Linked DNA regions of Mus musculus: region 1 is linked to region 2. A link is a contact called in public HiCAR-type data. All regions are on one chromosome and are shown on one strand. The core of a region is the stretch at or near the end of the contact, and the rest is flanking DNA. Distances in the headings are between cores, read along the strand shown.

Region 1 (4,557 bases), core at 1,989-4,488, 2.1 Mb after region 2:
GGTGCAGATTCTGAAAGAAAAGAAAAATTCTCACGGGAAAAATCATCCCCCCAAAAGAACAGCCAATGAAAGAAAAGATAATGGGGGGAAAATCTAGGGGTATGTAAAGGAGTTTATTTGACTTCACGAAGTAAAAAGTCAGCAAAATGAATAATCTGCCTCCAGAAATGGTTATTTAAAGGTTTTTTTGTAAAGGGCTCTGGTTCCTAAAAAGACAGGAGTCACTGCATATGCCCACCCACTCTTCATTTATTTTTAAACTCTAGCTTATATGTTCCTTAGCAACAAGAGAAGCAGATGAGACCCCCCTACACACACACGCACATACACTCACACACACACAGTCCTCCAAAGCCCCCTTCTTCACACCAACTTTCATTCTACAAATATTCGTGTTCTTCGAGGCATTTCCACCTGCCTGCAGATCTCCACTCCACCACCTCAAATGATCCCCTACATAGAAGCTGTACCTCCTACTCTTGCTACACACTTCTGCATAGAATCTATTCCCCCAAGGGCTTCCTGAATCCACTCCACTACCTCCCACTAGTCCCCCATGCTAAGTCATGCCCAGAATCCTTTCATCAAGACCATCGGGTCCACTGCCACCTCTGAGTCCAGCACAAAGGGTTACCAAGGCCAACAGGAAGACCATTTGCTATGACTGCCTGGCTTGCTTTGGCTGAGCAGTTTATGAGTTCAAGGGTCAATGACTGAAGCTTGGAGACAGCAACTCTCAGGTACTGGTGTGTAAGCATCACCTGAGGAGTGTAACAGCCAGCATCACCCACAGAGAGTGGAGGCTATTCACCTGGGGATTGCAAGCCATCTGACCAGCCACCTGAGGTGCTGTGTGTGCCAAGTGTCACTTGCCTTGAAAACTGTGAGGCTTTATTCAAGAAGAAATAGCATCCAAGAAATAAAAGCCACCACAGTGGCTTTCAAGATAGGTCAGTGTCGTGTACTGTTCCTCTCTGGCAAAAATGCTCCTGTTTCCGTGTCTTCTGTGACAAACACACTTCCACATGCCTGTGGGAGCATTTCACCCAGGAAGCTGCACGCCCCGACTCTATGCTTTTCTAAGAGAGAGCCTCAGAGAATGACCCCTGCCAAGAGGCAAGCTGAAGTGATTTCCCTTGCAAATTCTGGCTTCACAGCCCTATCCAATGAGGAGTCTCATGAATACCAATGACCCAGGAGCTTCTCTTAGCCCAGAAGCCCAGACCCACAATGTATTTCACGTGATAACACCCCCTCAACTTACAGCTCCTAAATTAGGCTGAATATAGTTCCTGTTCCCCTAAGAGCCAGACAGACCATCCTAAGTACAATTGAACTGCCTGTGTCCTAGCCTACCTCCCTAGACCTACCCCACTCCTCCCCACCTGCCTATTTTTAGAAACCGAAAATATAAAAAGATCCATTTGGAACTGATCTGTGTGAGTAACTAAGAGGACAACTCAGGTGGGAAACCCCCTCTGCGCACAGAGAGCAAAATGCAAGCAAGGGATGGATGCAGCAGCAACCACCTGGCTACGGATGGAGACCATTTAGGAATCAGCAGAAACCGGCATTTAGACACAGAGCACATGCCCTGATGACAGGGCCTCCAGTCCAGGCAATGCCTGTGGGGATTCCAGTGATTCACACACCTGCCCCCATAAACAGAGCACACCCTCGCAACCCACACACCTCTGTCATCTGCTTTTGCTTACATAACAGCACATGGTGTGACAGGCTTAATACTTTAGATGGTTTTTCTAGAAGAGAATGCTAACCCAAAAGGAGGAGGGCTCCAAAGATGCTTTCCTTGACCCGCCCCCCCCCCCTTTCCAAGTATCACTCTGAGACCCAGCAAGACTCTGCTTATGGCCTCAACTTTTAAAAATCACCAGTGAGGGTGGTCTCGGCGCCGTCTCTCGTGCCTGGGAATGGGAGAGCAGTGTAAGGAACCTATGAAATCTTCCCTTTGGTTTGGATCCTCACACAATTGGGGCTTCATAAAGCGTAATTGGGTGGACGTTCACCGTACACTGTCCTAGTGTCAAAGACACATCCAGCCTCAGGTGCCAGTGTGATCTCTTCTCACCAGCACTGGGACGGGGGGTGGGGGTGGGGTGGGGGCAGGGGGTTGGGGGGAGGTAAGCCTGGGAGTAGGCTGTCCACACTGAGAGAGGGAGAGAACACACAGGCATGTAACACCAACACCCACTGACATACTTACATACCTACAAGAAGAGACCCATAGCTCACTAGTCTTTAACAGACAAGAACGTCCCATAAGGATTTCTGTTCTGTATGGCTTATTCTTTGCTGCCTGTCAGAACAGATCTCAGCGATCCGGTTAGTGCCCAAGGCTCACCCAGTGAACTCGGCAAGGATGGGGGAGTGTGGAGATGACACTAGCCTAGGGACAACTTTGGCAACTCTTCTAACTGGGCATGTCTGGGTTTGCACCCCATACACTCACAGATGTGGTTTTGATCTTGTTCTGACCTTAGTGTTCTCTTCTGTTACAAGTGCACCCCTCCCTGGGTGTTACAGGGAGAAGAAGCTGGGGCACCCCACTTCTTCTCTTCAACCCAGAATTAGAGGATGAGAACAACATATCCCCAGGAGAGAGAGACAGATAGACAGACATACATAGAAGCAAAACCACGGAGGTACGAAGGTTGAAGAGAGAGAGAGAGAGAGAGAGAGAGAGAGAGAGAGAGAGAGAGAGAGAGAGAGAGACTGAACCCCAACTCTACAGAAGTGCCTCTCTGGAGCTAGAGCAAGTGTCCCCCGCCCTGGGCGGCACCTGTCTCGCTAGCTCCCGCGCCTACCTGTAAGAGACCTGCTTCCGGAAAGTTAAGTCCCTCAGCTTCTCCTCCAGCGCCTCTTCCTTCTCTTTCTGTCCGGCGGCCGCGGGCTCCTCCAAGGCAGCAGCAGCCGCTGCCCCTGCACCCCGCGGGTCCGCGCCGCCCTCGGCGCCCAGGCAGCAGCTCCCGGCGCCGCTTCCGCTGCTGCTGCTGCCACCCGTCGCCCCTCTCTCCTCTCCCGCCGAGGAGCTGGGGTTCATGGCGACCGCTCCGGCGGCCGCGAAAGAAGCCGAGGTGGTGCCGCTGCAGAGGCCGGTCGGGCTGAGGGCGCTGGAGGCGGCGGGAGCGCGGGCAGGTCCGCGCGCCGCTGGCAGGGGCAGCAAATGGCAGCCCCTTCCCGCAGCATCCATCCGCGGCTGCACCGCACCGGGGCATTGTGGGAAACTCCGTGCCTCCACTCCCCCTCCCCAACCAATCAGAGGCCACCTCTCTCCGCCTCCCCTCGGCCTCGCCCGACCAGCCGGCTCCCTCCAATTCTCCCACCCCTTCTCCTTTTTCTAAATCCAGAGCAAAAGCCGGGACTGAACTTGAACTCTGCCTGCAGGCAATGGATCGCAGTGGAGGAGAGAGGGAAAGGGTGGGAGCCGCGGGGCTTAGGACGCTGGGGACAAACACTGGTCATCAAGAAAGGAGAGTGCCCAGGGAAACTTGGAGGCAAGCCGGGTTGCCGCGCCCTGGTTAGCGCACAAGGGAAGCGGACCCGGACCCAGGAGCTACTCAGCACTGATGAGCTGCTGGGCACATCTCAGTCCAGTCCACTGATGACAGATGCCCGAGGCAGCATTTTGTCCGTCACCTTCTTGCAGCATCAGAGCTGGCGCCAAGCAGTAACCTCCAGACGTGGGGGACCTTTGGAGGCCGGGGTGGTGGGGTGTATCTGGAGGAACCTTGGGAGGAATTTTTTAACCATGTGAATTATGGAAGGGGCTAGATTTAAGCTCCCGCTTCTTCTTCTCAAGGAGAGGGTCGGTCGGGACATCTTCACCCATGAACGCCCGCGCCTAGATCCTTGCTTGGTGCCTTCTAAAAGCTTAAAGATGCTCCCTAAACAGCTGTTAATTAGATTGAATCGGATCACAGGATCCTCGGTGAAGCAGAAGGCTGAGAGCAGAAGTGGGGACCCGAGCGCCTCGTGCTGTGGGTTCCTATGCTAAGGGTTCACAAGAAGAGGACAGGAGGAGCTAGCCCAGGAAGGGGCTTCTACCGGTTCAGACACCAAGGCTGAAACCTAATGCGCTGGAGGAATGTAATGTCTGCTCTCTCAGTTTTTTGTTTCTAAGACTATTGAAATCTGTGCGGTTTGAACGATGGGCAACGAAGTGTTTAAGACAGATCATTTTCTAAATTAGATGTTTTTCACCCAGGAAATCTCTGCTGTCAGGAAACGCGAGAAAGATCTATGCTCAACAGTAAGTGCAAGTAACCAAACTACCTATGTAGATGTATGTGCTAGTAAAGATGGCCTTCTTTTGCCCTAAAATTAGGAGGTTGAGCAAAGGAATCTCAAGCCTCGCCCAGCTCTCACGGTGTGCAGTTCCCCTCACATGTACATTATATAAGACAGGGCAGGGACTTTTTCAGGGAGAAAGGGAAAAAGACTACCTGTTGGGGATCAGCACTACACACACACACACACACACACACACACACACACACACATACACACATACACACACATACATGCATACACACACAT
Region 2 (4,711 bases), core at 245-2,744:
CTTCAGCTGTGCAAATGTGAGCATATCCCCAGGGTGTCTGTAAACTCTCCAGAATAGCAGGGCTGCTGTAAGGGCAGTCTGGTCAGTCGCTAGTGAAAGAGGTGCTTGGCTTAGAACTCTCCATTGAAGGCTTCCAAATATAAGCGAAGAGCTTTCAAGCAGATCGCTACTGACATCAATCATTCACAGAAATCATTATATTTTACAGTAGACTTAATGAAAGCTTAAGACAGAATTAGTACTTCTAACGTATGTAGAAGTTACTTAGTAGGCTTTTTAGGTTCTTATCTCACTAGCCCGCTTCCATTCTATTCTGTAACGTGTTTTTCCTTTCTTTCTTCTTTTTGTTTTTTTGAGACAGGGTTTCTCTGTATAGCCCTGGCTGTCTTGGAACTCACTCTGTAGACCATGCTGGCCTAGAACTCAGAAAATCTGCCTGCCTCTGCCTCCCAAGTGCTGGGATTAAAGGCGTGGGCCACCACGCCCGGCTAGCAAATTTTAAATTTAACGAGTAAGTTTAGTAGTTTTGGTTGCTTAGGTAGAAAAAACATTTGGTGTTTGTGAAATTTATGTCGAATTTGACTCAACATGTTGGGGATGAGGAAGCAAATGGGTGACACTTTTGAAGTCAGGCAGGCAGTACTCAAATTTTGTCGCTGTCTGTAATTTTCTTTTTTTTTTCCAAAGATTTATTTATTTATTATATGTAAGTACACTGTAGTTGTCTTCAGACATCCCAGAAGAGGGCGTCAGATCTCATTACAAATGGTTGTCAGCCACCACATGGTTACTGGGATTTGAACTCAGGACCTTTGGAAGAGCACTCAGTGCTCTTAACCTCTGAACCATCTCTCCAGGCCCTGTCTGTAATTTTCGAAGCACAATGTGATTATGTCTACAGAATATACTTATTAAATAGAAATTCCTTAATCACTTACTCACTTCACTCTACTCTCTTAAGGTAAGGGGGATGGCTATTCAAATAAAATTTAACTTGAAATGAAGGTCATGAGAATTTTTTCTCTTTTTTTTTTTTTTTTTTTTTGAGACAGGGTATATAGCCTGTATAGCCCTGGTTGTCCTGGAACTCACTTTGTAGACCAGGCTGGCCTTGAACTTAGAAATCCGCCTGCCTCTGCCTCCCGAGTGATGGGATTAAAGGCGTGCGCCACCACGCCCAGCAAGAACTTTTTCAGTTTCACTGATTTCCCTTTTTTGAACACTAGTCAACTGCACGGCTCACTCGAAATAAAACTACGGGTCCCATGATGCATTGCACAGCTAGTCTCCGAACCGGCTGCCCTCGGCTTGTTTTAACGGTAATGGTCGCAGTTAGACTCGATGGCCCTAGGCCAGAGCAGGGCGGGGAGCCTTGTGCACACCCGCTCGAGCCTCGCATGGCGTTCTCGGAGGCCCTGGGGACGCCCTTGTGTTCAGGCGTCGACGCGGGCAGGCCCTCGGGCCCGGGGTCCTCCCCGCGGCAGGAGCGCTCTCTCAGTCCTCCTCCAAGATGGCGGCGCTGTTGGCGGTAAATTCGGGTGAGCGCGGCGGGCCCGCGAGGGACCCGCGGGGACCCACGGGGGGCGGGGCCGGCGAGTGGGGAGCGCTGGTGCAGTCGGGCCGTTGGCAGTGCGGGCGCGAGCGTGTGCGCAGGGCCCGCTCTCGCCGCGCTCCGGCCTGCAGCCCCGCGCCGCCTCCGTTTGAATGGCGCGCGGCGCGGCGACAGTTTGGCCCTCGAAACGGGCGTGTGAAGGGGAGGCGGAGCGGCGGGGTCCCGGGCAGCCAGGCGCGCGCCCCCGAAGCCGCTTCGTCCCCCCAATATCCTTCAGGTGTAGGCAGGCCATCTACCGCCGAGGTACGGCTCAAGTCCCGGGCTGTGGGACCCAGGCGAGGCTGGAAGGAAGCTGGTCTGGAAGGGGGCCGTGGGCCGGTCATGGGGCATGGGGGTGAGGAGGTCTTGCCAGCCGCGAGGCGGTGCCACGGGCTCAGCACGTGCCGCCCTGCACCGTTGTCACAGCCACGGCGGACGGTGACATCGCTGTGAAAAAGCTGGGGCTGGGGTCATCTTTGGTAATTGGAACCCCTCAGAGATGCTTGAAGAAGTGGATGGGTTTTGATTTGTCCTGGTTCCAGGAACACGGTGCCGGTCGTTAGTGGGGAGGACTTAGATGTCAAACATTTCGTACGAGGTCTGGCACTCCTGAACACGGCTTTAGACACTCGATTCATGAGTACAATTAAGAGGCAACATAGCAAACGTTTACGGACCATCTTTTTCAGCAGGACTGTTTTGTTTTTAAACTGTTTTTGGTACTGGTTCTTGCCAGTTTACCAGTATTTTTTGAAAATTACCTAAATCTGAGTTTTGTACATAAACCATCTCAGAAGTGGTATGGTAAATTGTTCTGTAGAAATGAAGTTTTCTGTTGTATTGACAACATATTGTCTGCTCACTGGAGCAAGTGTTAGTCTTGATTGTTGAATCCCTTTATACCTGGTGTATGTGTGTATTTCATTTATATATTTGGAGTAATGCAATTAAATATCTCAGATTTAATTTGGAAGCAAAGACTTCCAGTGATTACATAATTTCTCCAAAATTAAACAGTTAATGCCTTTTTTTTTCTTCCCCGCCCCCCCCCCCCCCCCAGGGTTTCTCTGTGAAGGCCTGACTGTCCTAGAACTCACTCTGTAGACCAGGCTGGCCTCAAACTCAGAAATTCACCTTCCTATGCCTCCCAAGTGCTGGGATTAAAGGCATGCGCCACCACTGCCCAGCCAGTTAATGCTTTTAAGCACAACTTTATGACATTACATCATGCTTGTCCCCCCTCAAAGTAGTTAAATTAAATGCACTACTAGATTTTTTGAAAAGCCAGGCTTCCATGTAATAGTTCTGTTACATACATTTATAGCATATAATATCCTGAGTTACCATTAAACACAAGCCACTGACAGTTGTCACTAGCTCCCAGGAGTATAGTGTGTACAGGAGAGCTTTGATTGGCCTCAAGAAAAGAAAGCATTTTAAAAAGCCAGGAGTCAGTCAAGAGAGTTATTTTTTGTCACCTTTGGGAAGAACTGAAGCATCCATAGATGAATGGATGATGAGTGAGTGAGTGGATAAACGAAACATGATGAACACACAAAGGAATATTACTCAGTTTTTTTTTTTTTTTTAAAGATTTATTTATTAATATACATAAGTACACTGTAGCTGACTTCATCTGCACTAGAAGAGGGCGTCAGATCTCTTTATGGGTGGTTGTGAACCACCATGTGGTTGCTGGGATTTGAACTCAGGACCTTCGGGAGAGCAGTCAGTACTCTTACCCGGTGAGCCATCTCACCAGCCCATATTACTCAGTTTTAAAAAGAAGGCAGTACTGTCACATGTACATGTATGATCTTTGAGGACATTGAGTGAGATACTCAACAGACACAAGACTCTACACACAACAATGATATTTAACTTAGTGTAGCTAAACTAAAGAAAAAAAAAGTAGAATTAGGATGGCAGTCACCAAGGCTAGAAAAATGAGAGGTGGTGGTGATTTAATTAGTACTATGTCCCATCACCAGAACAAGTGTTAGGCTTGCTTTATCTCATTTAATCCCTTTATACCCCATATGTATGCGTGTGTGTGTGTGTGTGTGTGTGTATAATATTTGCAGTAGTGCAATTAAATATCTCAGATTTAATTTGGAAGCAAAGACCTCTAGTGGTTAAACAATTCTCCAAAATTAAACAGTTAATGCTTTTAAGCACAACTTTATGACATCACATCATGGCTTGCCCCTTGCACTGCTGTGCCCCCCCCCCCATAGTTAAATAAATGCACTACTAAAATTTTTGAAAAGCAAGCCTTCCCTGTTTTAGCTATTGGGTCAGACTAAACCCTTCTCTGCCCTGACCTCTGCCTAGGTCACATACCCTTAGTTGTACCCTCTTGACTTGATTACCTTCAGACTAAACCCTTCTCTGCCCTGACCTCTGCCTAGGTCACATACCCTTAGTTGTACCCTCTTGACCTGACCTGATTACCTTTCCTTCAGACCACGTAGGCAATTGGGTTTGTTTCCTTATTAAACTGAACTCATCCATGATGAATGGTTAGATGTGATATGCAGGGAGTATCCTAAAACATTAAAGGAAATGAATGTGCTTCTCAAGGTGAGTTAAAATACATACTAGAGGCTTTGAAAAAAAATATTAGCCTTTCATTTGTTACTAGTAGAGGAATATTTACTGAAGTTGGGCAACTGTAGATGGCTCTTGTGTACGTAAACTTGTTGATGTGTTGATGTTCATGGACTGTGTAGGTGAGTGCATGTGATTTGTGTGCATATATTTTTGATTTCTTATTGGCTGTCTCATTAAGAGGAAAAAATGGAATTTGTCTATGTAGTTTACTGAGTTTATATTCCAATCATGTGTAATACAAAGACAGTTATTAGTTTTTCAGAAATCTTTAGGAGTGCAGGTGCCTATGGCAACCTGAGAGAGCTTGGCATTCCCTGGAGCTGGAATTACAGACTGTTGTATGAACTGTCTGGATGGATGCTGGCGCTGGACTCAGCTCCTTTGGAGGAGTTTTACGTACTTTTTACTTCTGGTCTGTCTCTTCTGTCCCCTAGTCTATACAGACTATCTTAAGGGTAGAGAGTTAACACGTGTGTGTGTGTGTGTGTGTGTGTGTGTGTGTGTGTG

Evidence for each region. HiCAR-type assays count read pairs that join an accessible place to other places.
Region 1: a HiCAR-type map of astrocytes shows a contact between it and region 2, with 5 times the contacts expected there. The contact joins the promoter of Dgki here to the promoter of Nup205 in region 2. A contact is called at or near these places in 1 of 39 promoter capture datasets (hippocampal neurons) and 1 of 115 datasets of contacts at active chromatin or transcription factors (astrocytes).

What each region holds. Positions count from the first base shown.
Region 1 is chr6:37,296,738-37,301,294 of GRCm38.p6, forward strand. Dgki (diacylglycerol kinase, iota) reads right to left here and starts at 3,239. Exons shown (of 34, transcript NM_001081206.2): 1 at 2,826-3,239. The coding sequence starts at 3,211.
Region 2 is chr6:35,176,122-35,180,832 of GRCm38.p6, forward strand. Nup205 (nucleoporin 205) reads left to right here and starts at 1,495. Exons shown (of 43, transcript NM_027513.1): 1 at 1,495-1,538. The coding sequence starts at 1,511.